2 separate regions of the Arabidopsis thaliana genome follow, and region 2 is linked to region 1. A link is a contact called in public ChIA-PET data. All regions are on one chromosome and are shown on one strand. Each heading gives the region's core, a stretch centred on a gene start, on an enhancer-like site or on the middle of the called end of the contact. The rest is flanking DNA. Distances are from core to core; before and after follow the strand shown. Region 1 holds the start of AT4G03030 (Galactose oxidase/kelch repeat superfamily protein). Region 2 holds the start of AT4G03090 (sequence-specific DNA binding transcription factor ATNDX).

Region 1 (5,791 bases), core at 1,885-4,384:
AGACACTTAGGAAACGGTAGAACTCGTGCTCCGTATCGCCGAGTAAGAGTAGCAGGAAAAAGATGATAAGATACACAGCAGCAATATGAGATAATCTGGTTTTGGACACGTGAAAATTAACTTTTCACAGCAGCAATATGATATGATTTTCACGTATCCAAAACCGGACTATATCATAGAGGCACCAAAGAACTTGTGGACGAGAAGCATCCACGTCTCTTCAGACGACCCGTAGATTACCGCGACTTGTTTACCTTCTATCACTCAGAAGCTGGTCGTAAAGTTCAATCTACTCTTCAAGCTTACATGTGTGCGCTTGATTCCAAGTTTTAACAGAGTTAGGTGATTTTAAGTTTGTCAAAAACCATGTAGTAAGAAAAAAGGGTTTTTGATTAGTTGAGTCATGTCTGTTTCTGTGTGATTCGTCTTTATATGGATTTTTTTGGAGGTCTAAGTCTTTGTGTTGTATGAAAATCAATAGAGTATGTGTGCATGCATGCACATGCACATGTACAATAATGTAATAAATTATTGTATTTGTATTTGTATTTGTTGATGGCTCCAAATAATAATAGTGTTTATGGAATATTCTACACAGGTTGGCGTTCCACGCAATCAAGTGAACCCATACTTTAGGGTATCAAAATAAAGAAAATGTACATTTTATAAATTTTTCAAGGCTTTTTATGTTTTAAGAAAAATATTATACGCATTTTTTTAATAAATTCATTTTTGTTGAGCTTTCTTTTCATGTTTCGTGGGATTTAAACTTGATGAAAACTTATATTTGTTGTCAATGAATCTAATTTGGTAACAATTGGGTTTTAAAAAATTTAAACCTTAAATTGCTTGCAAAATGGAAGACATCCTAAGACTATATTCATCAGCGATATCTAGTACAATATATCAATATTAAATAAAAGAAAAAATAGAAAAAGAGGAGAGTGGGAGAGAGTCGTCTCTCGTTTGAGAGACTACGAGAAAAACGTTTCTTACATGTGGTTTTTTATAATTAGTCAAGCTGAAATACTTATTAATATGTTTACACTTAAAATTTGTGTTCACACATAAATGAGAAACTAAAATCAAGAGACCATAGATGGTGATGCTCTAAGATACGGTGATTTTAGTTGCAAAATTATAAAAAAAAATCTTTAATTAATCAAGTAAATGTGTTAGCTTTGCTATCCATTGAAATAATTTCTGGTTGAAAAACTCGATTACGTGAGTTTGATAAATGATATTGAAGGCAAAAATCTAAACAATATATTTACAGAATGTTTTTTTACTTACAAACTTTTTATGAAACTAAAATATGTTCTATAAAATTTAGTATAACCGATCATATATTACTACATTATTTGTGATTTTATAAAAAAAAATATTATAAGGAAAAGATTTTTTATTTGCGTAGCACATTTAAATATGCCGGACCGGTCCTGATTCGAACTTACGAAATTAAATCGGCTGCACAACTATAAGTGAATTAACTTTTTGTTTTTCAATTTTTCATAATTTATACTAATAAAAACGTTGAAGGATAACACATACTTCTTTAAATAATTTTTTGACTAGAAGTAATCTAAACTACAAAATACACTCATTAAACAGTTATTAGGTTTATGCTGTATGACAAACTTAGAGTAAGATACTTCACTAATCATTTAATTTATATCAACGATACGACGCTATAAGTCAATAAAAGAATTAACTTTTTTTTCTTTTTTTTTGGAAATTTTTTTAGTTGAAAGATAATTCCTAGAAAATAAGTTATATATTTGAGTTTTCATACAACTTAAAAACAGTTAATGATTAGCTATATACCTATACTTAATGCTTTCTCATATCTAATTTTGACAATCTCTCTTTTTTTTTAATTTTTAATTTAATTTTTTCACCAAATACTACCGTACCGTGCTATATATCTTGGTTGCTTAATTTTGACAACCTCTCTTTTTATGTATGGTAATGGACCACACATATCCGCTTTGAAAAGTGGTCCGAAGGGGAAGACGTACGGGGCTCTCGACAGCTAGCGAAGGAAATGTAGTTTCTTGCCGTGATTAACCTTCTTTTTAAGGTTTTGTCGAGAAATCATAATCCCGTTATCGTTAATAAAGTTGTTAATACCCAAAGATAATTTAAGATTAAAAGCATGTCTTTGACACCCAAAAAAAAAAAACACATAGAAGATAAAAAGCATGTCCCGCAAAAATACAAATAGAATATTCCTTCTTTTTAAGGTTGTCGAGAAATCATAATCACTTTATCGTTAATAAAGCTGGTAATACGATTAAAAAGCATGTCTCACAAAAATACAAATAGAATATTCCTTCTTCTTTTTTATTTTTGTTGTCGAGAAATCATAATCACTATCGTTGTGATCAACTAACTGTTTTATATCGATCGACGATCGCTCATTACAAAAAAAAAAAAAAAGTGAATGTTTGTACCGAAGTTGTAACAATAAATAACTAAGGAGTTTGGAGAGAACGGAGTAGCTTCTTTATTAATGACGAACAGAAAGGCAGTAATTAACATAATGGAAAACCGTAAGTACAGAAACTTAGAACCGAAAGTACAGGTTGAAAAACTGATATTAATGGTCGGAAAACCTGAAAATACAGAACGGAAAACCAGAAAGTAAGAGATAAAGAGATAGGCAGCAATTCTCTCTTAAATTCTCTGAGTGGTGACTTAGGTTCTGGATCCCCCTTCTTAGTAGTATCTCTTCCTATTGGCAAGGAGCTGATCTAGGGTTCTCTTAGTCTCTCTTGCGATTTCTCCTTTTTGCCCTTCTGAATTTATCGGGCTGGGCCGAGCCGTGATGGGCAGAGCTGTGATGGGCCGAGTAGTCATTCTGATGGGCCGTTGTTCTGATGGGCCGTTCTTCTTTGTTATGAGCTTTCTTGACTTGGTCTATTTGTGTTTAGGCCGAATTGGGCATGGAGGGCAAAGCCCGTATCCCACACCGAATCTAAATAAGAGGAAACAAAGAAAAAGGAGAAAAAGAAGAAGAAGATATGCAGCCAAATGGGCTTAAACCATTAACATAATGGGAAAGCCTAACTTAAGCCCAATACTTCAGCTGTCAAATAAGAAGAGAAAGCCCAATACTCCAAATTCGGATCATATCACATTATACATCTAAATCTGTTTCACAATTCAAAACATACATTTGGATTTTGACTAGTCGAAGCCTAGTAATTAGTAATTAACCATATCCATGTCTCAGCCAATCATAAACTACCACGTGGGTGATTAAATTAATTACAGAGCCAAAACAAAATTGTCGTTTCTTCAAATTTCAAAACCAGATTGTTCTGTCTCAGAATTCAGAATCAGTCTCTGATCTTCTCCATGACGATTCCGTTTCATTGATCGATCAATCAAAATCTCGCCGGAGTTTCTTCCCGCCGGCCTGAATCATGCCTCTGCCTATATTCCCGTCGCGGTTACAGTGTTCGTCTTCATCGTCTTCGTCGTCGTCGCGATCTTCGTTTTTTAGGCCTAAGCTTCGAATCGATCCAAGCTTGACCTTAATTCCAGGCTTATCCAACGACGTCGGGAGACTGATTCTCTCCTTCGTCCCTTACCCTCACATCTCTCGTATCAAATCAACCTGTAAATCATGGTACGCTTTCCTCTCTTCCAAAACCCTAATTTCACTCCGCCATAGCAGAGACAACAGCAACACCAACAATCTCTCGCATCTCCTTTGTATCTTCCCTCAGGATCCTTCGATTTCGCCTCCTTTTCTCTTCGATCCCGTGACTCTCTCTTGGAGATCGCTTCCTCTTATGCCTTGTAACCCTCACGTTTACGGTCTCTGCAATTTCGTAGCTGTAGCTCTTGGTCCTTACGTTTATGTCCTCGGTGGCTCTGCTTTTGATACTAGGTCTTATCCTCTTGATGTTCCTTTGCCTACTTCTTCTGTGTTTCGTTACAGCTTCGTGAAATCGGTTTGGGAACGGTTATCTCCGATGATGTCTCCGCGTGGTAGCTTTGCTTGCGCTGCGATGCCTGGTTCTTGTGGTCGGATTATTGTGGCGGGAGGAGGATCACGGCACACTCTGTTTGGTGCTGCTGGAAGTAGAATGAGTTCTGTGGAGATGTATGATGTTGAGAAAGATGAGTGGAGAGTAATGAATGAATTGCCTAGGTTTAGAGCAGGATGTGTTGGTTTCTTGGTGGAGAATGAGAAGGAGAAGGAGAAGGAGGAGGAAGGGAGAGAGTTTTGGGTTATGGGTGGCTATGGCGGATCGAGGACGGTTTCGGGGATTCTTCCTGTTGATGAGTACTATAAAGACGCGGTAGTGATGGATTTGAGAGTAGATGGTGGTGAGAAATGGAGGGTAGTTGGAGATATGTGGGGAGAAGAAGAGAGACCTAAGCTAGGGAAGATTGTTGCTGTTGATTGTGGGAAGCCTGTGTTTTTCATGTTGGATAAGGATTGGATTCTTAGGTATGAGATGGGTTTGAATCGTTGGAGAAAGGAGTCAAGCGTGCCTAAGAAAGCTCATTACGACAAACCGGTTGGTTTCGTTGCACTGAATGGGGAATTACATGTTATGATTCTTTTGGATGGTTATAATCTGATGGATACAAGGCATACTAGACAACAGAGGAAAGCTGGATCTTTGATGATTCATATGTATGATCCAAAGAAGAAGACTTGGAGATCGGTTGTCTCAAAGCCACCGTTCAATCATCAACTTGATTTCAGGACCACGGTTATGTGCACCATCCGATTGTAGTAGGTGTAAAAAACTCTCATCACACATCATCTAGAATAAAATTTGGTGTTCATGTTGTGTGAGCTCTGATGATGTTTAGGTATTGGTTCGTTTCTTATACCACTTACATATGTTACCACACTGTCTGTACAAGTTGAAAAACAAAAACAAAAAAGAACTGAGTATTCTGTTTATATTGCTAAAGGGTATTCTATAAAAATGCTCTAGCTTGCGAACAATGCAACATTTGCTTCTTCTACTCTCGTTTCAAGTTAATTTCTTCATAACACTAATCAAATCCAAGACTTTCTGAATCTCTTTTTGACTGTCTATCACAATTCAGTTTCGTGGAAAAGGTTTTTGTCTCAAGAAAGAAGACAGTTTCCTACCATAAGCAAGAGTGGTTGGTCACTGAAGAAGACAAGACAGTCTCTTACCATTAGATTATTGTAGCGTGATGTGTTTTGTTTGTGCTACCAACCAGAAATACTAGCAACTATCATACTCCACAGAATTGAGATTGGTTCAAGTGTATTATACATTGATGATGAGGTTTTGAATTTTGATCAAACAACACACAAAAATAGTATTGTAGTTGGTTTAAGAGCAATGACTTGGAGTGATGACCAGAGTTACTTACTCATTGTAGAAAGTCAAACGTGGCAACACAGCTTTGCACGCTTCATTGACATACACGTCGACGAAAAAACCATATCCGCTCATCGAGAAAGTCGGAATTTTTCCGAGAAAATTCAAAAGGGCGAAAAAAAGAGCTTTTGCGTACAGTTTTCGAATTGGTCTCCTTCGTACGGGTAAAATCAGCTCAAAAACCTGACCTTTATTTTTCTGGTTCTTCACATTTCCCGATCTGATTTTAGAGTCATAGCTTTTCTAAAGTTCTCAATTTGAACTCATACTGTTTCTGGGTTCTTCTTTCGATGTCTCTGGTGATTTTAACTTTTGTGCTATTTTTAATTCGATGCTGAACTGATTAGGGTTGATACTGTTTCTGGTCATTATTCACTACGCAGATAAAGACGACGGCTTTGATTTTT
Region 2 (5,791 bases), core at 1,600-4,099, 34 kb before region 1:
GCCGCCGCAACCTCCGCCTTTAGTCATCATCACTAGCCCCGTCATTGAGAACTATGAAAGATTTTCGCAGCTTCTCTCTCTCTTTCTCTCTGGACTTTGTGCTTCTTCTTCTCTCTCTATGGAAGTGAATTTGATTTTTGAAATTCTCGAAAAGGTTTCTCTTTCTTTTTTATTCTTTTATGTGATTTAATATAATATATGTTTGGTTTTGAAATTTTTGTCTTTTTGGTTGGATTTCAAAGCAACGGTCCACTCATTTCAAAATTTTCTCCCTCTAGGGATATTATTTATCTAATGTAGCTTTTATTGGAATCACGTTTTACCCCAAAGAACTTCTCTAAATCTACGATAATGCCACTCAATTTAATTGGTTGTTGGTTGTTGACGTGGCGTTTCATTTATGGATCTACTTGATTTTTTGATTTTTTTCTTTGTCAAATTGACATTTTATTTTGGATATATAAATATTTTCACTATTAATATTGAATCCATGTTTTCTCTCTCTTTTCCCTCTTTAAAATCTTCGAGAGAGAGAGAAAGCTGAAAATCACTATGCCGTCCGGAATTCTTTTCGGCTTCTGCCTCTTCCGATAAGGATTATCGTCTAGCAACTACTAGTTCTTTCCGGTGTTGGCCAAGTTTTGTCCGACATCATTTGGCTTTCATAGTGATGATGCTCGGCTATGCCGTCAGCGCTCTTTTGCTGCTTTTTGTTTTTTCATAAATTAGTTTTGTTTTCAATAATTCTCATTTGAGATGTGTTGGTGATAATGATAGAGCGATTTTCGCTTCTGTTACTTATTATCCAACCTGTTTTTCTTTTTGAGTTTAGAAGTGCAGGAATCAAATCAGAGATTTGAGTTGAAGAACAAAAGTGATTTCCGTCGCATATTAACATTGCCTTGAGCTGTTGTTTCTCTAATTGGAGCTTTGATTGTTTTAACCGGTGAAAACCCATAAGTTTTCATGTTTGATTTGTTAATCGACGTCGAATCTTCACCAGAATCGATGTTTGACGGCAAAGGATGAAGTCGGGAAAACTTTGGATTCTCATCCAATACGTGTATTGGTTTCTCTACAATAGAAGACACGTGGCTTTGGATAGAGACAAAAGATAATACATTTCTTCTTCCATGTTGGTTTCTCTGATGGGCTTTAGTTGGGCCTAATATATTTCTGTAGCTTTTGTGTTATAGGGCATTCTATAGCCCAATGTAATATTTATCTTGCTCAATAAAATTATCCCTCTTGTGAAAAAAATAAAAAAAATTCACTTTTTAGATTATTTGTGATCTATCATTAAAGTTAGTATACAGATATTTTCATTTCATTTTAAAAAATATTTTCAGTTTTTATTTTGTTAAACATATTTGAAATTTTTATTCACAACTAAAACTAAGAAAGTTTTTTTTTTTTGTTGATACTAATTCTTTTTATTATTATACTAATAAACTTATTTTTCTTTTTCATATAAAATAATAATAATAAACCAAAATATTTGTTTTTTGTAATGTATTATTGGGACAAAATTTCATTTGCAATGTAAAGACCAATTAGATCACAGTACGTGTGTATATTTGTTTTTCCTTTTTTACCCTTTATGAGCATAGTTAACCAAATTTTGTTATTAACAAACCGGTTTAGCATACATAAAAAAAAGTTTAAGTCCTCCGCCGCTAGGGTTCTTGTGCGATGAAGCCGTCTCCGAGAAATTTGTTACATGTGCGTCAATTTCTTTTCAGTTTAGATTGAACTAAACCTATTTTACTTTATTAGATCTAGGGATACGAAAGATATGGTTTTGATTTTTAACGATTTTATCATTTTCTTCCATGTTCGGTTTCTCTGATGGGCTTTAGTTGGGCATAATATATTTCTGTAGCTTTTGTGTTATGGGGCATTCCATAGCCCAATGTAATATTTATCTTGCTCAATTAAATTATCCCTCTTGTGAAAAGAAAAAAAAAATTCACTTTTTAAATTATTTGTGATCTATCATTAAGGTTAGTATACAGATATTTTCATTTCATTTTAAAAAATATTTTCAGTTTTTATTTTGTTAAACATATTTGAAATTTTTATTCACAACAAAAACTAAGAAAGTTTTTTTTTTTTGTTGATACTAATTCTTTTTATTATTATAATAATAAAATTATTTTTCTTTTTCATATAAAATAATAACAATAAACCAAAATTTTATTTTTTTTGTAATGTATTGTTGGGATAAATTTCATTTGCAATGTAAAGACCAATTAGATTACGATACGTGTGTATATTTGTTTTTTCCTTTTTTACCTTTAATGAGCATAGTTAACCAAATTTTGTTATTAACAAACCGGTTTAGCATACATAAAAAGGTGAAGTCCTCCGCCGCTAGGGTTCTTGTGCGATGAAGCCGTCTCCGAGAAATTTGTTACAGGTGCGTCAATTTCTTTTCAGTTTAGATTGAACTACAACTATTTTACTCTATTAGATCTACGGATACGAAATATATGTTTTTGATTTTTAACGATTTTATCATTTTCTTACATCAATAGTGGAAAAATGAGTCAGACGTTAAGAATTTTTCCGTCGCAAACTTTTCTTCGAAATTCAAATCATGTGATGGAAAACATATCTTTAGATTATCAAAGCTACATATATTTGTCATGGATCTCAAATTTAAATCACTAAATTACAATAGATTTTCAAATTTATGTGGTTGTTAATCAGCTGTGGAAGTTTATTAAGTGTTCTAATCAGAACTATAATGGTTGAAATTGGTATGCAATATCTATTATTCATACTTTTGTTTCTAGATCCCATCTAACAAGAAACAATCTATTGATCGAAGTAAAACTCGATCGATGTCTAGATCGGATAAAGAAGCCTCATCATCAAACTATATGTCTGAAACAATTACGCCATCAACGTCAAAACATATATCTGAAGTAAGTATTTTCTTCTAAATGCTCAATGGTTTACTATTTTGATAGTTCTAGTTGATCAATTGGTGAAATAAATCTTCATGAGTTTTAAAGTGACTGTTCGTTTTGCTGTACTCAATTTGGGCTTTAAAAAAAGAAGTAAAAGCTATGTTGGGCTTTAATTAAACGATTTAGACCCAAAGAAAAGAGGTCACGTGTACTCTCACGTGATTGTCTTCATCGTTTCAACAACATTTGGAAATAAAATGTTAGGGTTTGAAATTGGTCGCTGGAATCAAATAATCCGATAAGCCATAGCTGAGTTTTCCCTTCTACTACAAAGAGCGAGGCTCAGTGTCAATATATTTAGAAATTAACCTCATTCTTTTTACTCATTTACCGTTATGCCACCATACCCTGAAGTAGATTTCACTGCTTTTGATTTTCGTATCTTCTTCTCTGTCACATAACCTAACACTATAACTCACGGCGAGACAAAATTCTAGTCGCTCTTCATTCACCGGAAACTAGATTCAGTCACTGTTGCATATTAGTGACAGTCATGGTTCGATTGTTGCAGCCTAAACACATGGTACAAGCTGTGAACGCTTTGCATTGGCGAAACTCTGTGGAATTTCATAAGCTGCTTAAAGATAATGGAGATTTCTCTATTTGCTTTAACTCTGAGCAAGTGTTACCACAAAAGGTGCATTTTTAAACTTGATTTGCTTTTTCAGTTTTTTGCTATTCATTTGTAGTAAGTACTGATGTTTAGGTTTCTTTCAGATTAGTGTTGAGAAGATGGTGAAAATGTTACCTCGGCACCTCATTGCGGTGGTTATGACTCCTAATAAAGATGGAAAGTCTCGTTATATACTGTGTGGGATCAGACTGTTGCAGACGTTGTGTGACTTAACACCTCGTAATGCTAAACTCGAGCAGGTTGTTCCATCTTCATATGTGGTTTTGAGCTTTTAAAGAATTGGACTTTATGCCTCCATGGAACATAATGTTTGATTCTTTTTTTTGTTTGCATATTGTGATAGGTCTTGCTTGACGATGTGAAATTATCAGCACAGATGATTGATCTGGTGATCCTTGTGATAATAGCTCTTGGCCGTAACAGAAAGGTTCTTTTCTGTAGAATCCTTTTTTTGTCTCTTCCTGTTTCTTTTTAGAGCTGTATAATTCATGTCCGTTGCTTGTTTCCAGGAAAGCTGTAATTCGAATAAAGAATCGTTACTAGAGGCTACATTGGTGGCTTCTTGTCTCCACCTGTTTCACGGGTTTATCTCTCCTAACTCCCAAGATCTTGTTCTCGTCTTGCTTGCACACCCAAGGGTATGAAACTATGACCTTATCATAATGTGTTTGAAATGCCAATGTGAGGAAAATATATTAAGAAAATTACGCTTATGCTTTGGGATCTGGGTTTCTGCTGCCTTGGGATTAGTTTGATCTGATTCTTTTTTTTTTTTCATCTAGGTTGATGTGTTTATAGACAGTGCTTTTGGAGCTGTTCTCAATGTTGTGATATCTTTGAAAGCGAAGTTGCTGTATAGACAAACTGACTCCCCAAAAAAGTTAGGCGCAAGTTCTGTAGAGGAGGTTAACTTCCACTGCCAACAAGCTGAAGCTGCTTTGCAGTTCCTTCATTCTCTATGCCAACACAAACCCTTTAGAGAACGTGTCGCTAAAAACAAGGTTTCTCTATTGCTTGGTGTTTGTACATTAATCACGAGTTGTTAATAATTTGTTTTGCTTAATTGATGATTTTATGGAGGACGAATCTCAGAATTATGTTTTCTGGTATTTTCTCTCAGGAGCTATGTGGAAAAGGTGGCGTTCTTAGGCTAGCTCAATCCATACTATCACTAACTATTACACCTGAATTTGTTGGAGCAACCGTAACTATAGCTTCCACATCTAGAATGAAAGCAAAAGTTCTTTCAATTGTAAGTCTATTGAAATTTAGCAATTTTTTTCTCTATTTACTATCTGCAACTCATACCAAAGTTCATGTGCCTGCAGTTGCAGCATCTGTTTGAAGCGGAAAGTGTCTCATTCCTTGACGAGGTTGCAAATGCAGGAAACTTGCATTTAGCCAAAACTGTTGCCTCAGAGGTTAGTCCTAATTAGGGTCTCTGCTCTAAAATCGATAGGACGTTTTCCTTCTTGATTCGAAAGGTTTACCACTGAGTGACGCTTCTATTTATAAAGATTCCATACAAATTGACAATCTTATTTGTTTTGATACGTTGTAACTAGTCATAGAACAAACCTCACTGCAAAAAGCTCGTGTTGGCTAAGTGATAATCAGCTCTGCTCTAGAGTCTAAACCTACAGTTTCCTAAATGGCATATGTTGTTAAATTGACATTTTGTACTTTTCTGTTCCTCATTTCTCTCCAGGATAGTTTATCCATGTGAAGTTAAGTGTTGACCTATTCAGTGATGATATATCTGTAATATAGGTTCTTAAATTATTGAGGCTTGGCCTTTCTAAAGCTTCCATGGCTACTGCTTCTCCTGACTACCCGATGGGTTTTGTGCTACTTAACGCTATGCGCTTGGCTGACGTGCTCACTGATGACTCAAATTTTCGATCTTTTTTCACTGAACATTTTGTAAGTATCAAGTTATTCCTGCCTCTGCCAAAGTCTCTTGTTTTATTTATTGTTTTGGCACATATGATTCATACAATTTATGAGCTGTCGTCGGTATGGTTATAAATTAATTGCGTTACTGAAATTCTGTAATTTGTTGTGTGACGGATGTTAAATCTTTCTCCAGAGCATGGTTCTCAGCGCGGTATTTTGTCTCTCTCATGGAGATTTCTTGTCAATGTTGTGCTCTTCTGATCTTTCTTCAAGGGAGGATGATGCG

Evidence for each region. ChIA-PET counts read pairs in DNA pulled down with a chosen protein or histone mark.
Region 2: an H3K4me3 ChIA-PET map of shoot shows a contact between it and region 1, with 11 read pairs. The contact joins the promoter of AT4G03090 here to the promoter of AT4G03030 in region 1. A contact is called at or near these places in 5 of 26 Hi-C or Micro-C datasets (leaf, root, rosette leaf and 1 more), 1 of 2 datasets of contacts at active chromatin or transcription factors (shoot) and 1 of 3 other capture datasets (seedling).

Annotation. Positions count from the first base shown.
Region 1 is chr4:1,334,908-1,340,698 of TAIR10.1, reverse strand. It overlaps AT4G03030 (Galactose oxidase/kelch repeat superfamily protein), which reads left to right and starts at 3,134. Exons shown (of 1, transcript NM_116537.4): 1 at 3,134-5,019. The coding sequence starts at 3,429. The coding sequence ends at 4,757. AT4G03020 (transducin family protein / WD-40 repeat family protein) reads left to right here and starts at 5,236. Exons shown (of 10, transcript NM_116536.5): 1 at 5,236-5,548. MIR826a (a microRNA gene) reads right to left here and starts at 220; the gene lies at 43-220. It overlaps MIR826b (a microRNA gene), which reads left to right and starts at 85; the gene lies at 85-178. It also overlaps AT4G03038.
Region 2 is chr4:1,368,615-1,374,405 of TAIR10.1, reverse strand. It overlaps AT4G03090 (sequence-specific DNA binding transcription factor ATNDX), which reads left to right and starts at 2,849. Exons shown (of 16, transcript NM_001340421.1): 1 at 2,849-2,930; 2 at 3,487-3,612; 3 at 3,693-3,848; 4 at 3,953-4,036; 5 at 4,119-4,247; 6 at 4,392-4,610; 7 at 4,730-4,861; 8 at 4,938-5,030; 9 at 5,380-5,532; 10 at 5,699-5,791. The coding sequence starts at 2,886. It overlaps AT4G03100 (Rho GTPase activating protein with PAK-box/P21-Rho-binding domain-containing protein), which reads right to left and starts at 246. Exons shown (of 4, transcript NM_116544.4): 1 at 1-246. The coding sequence starts at 45.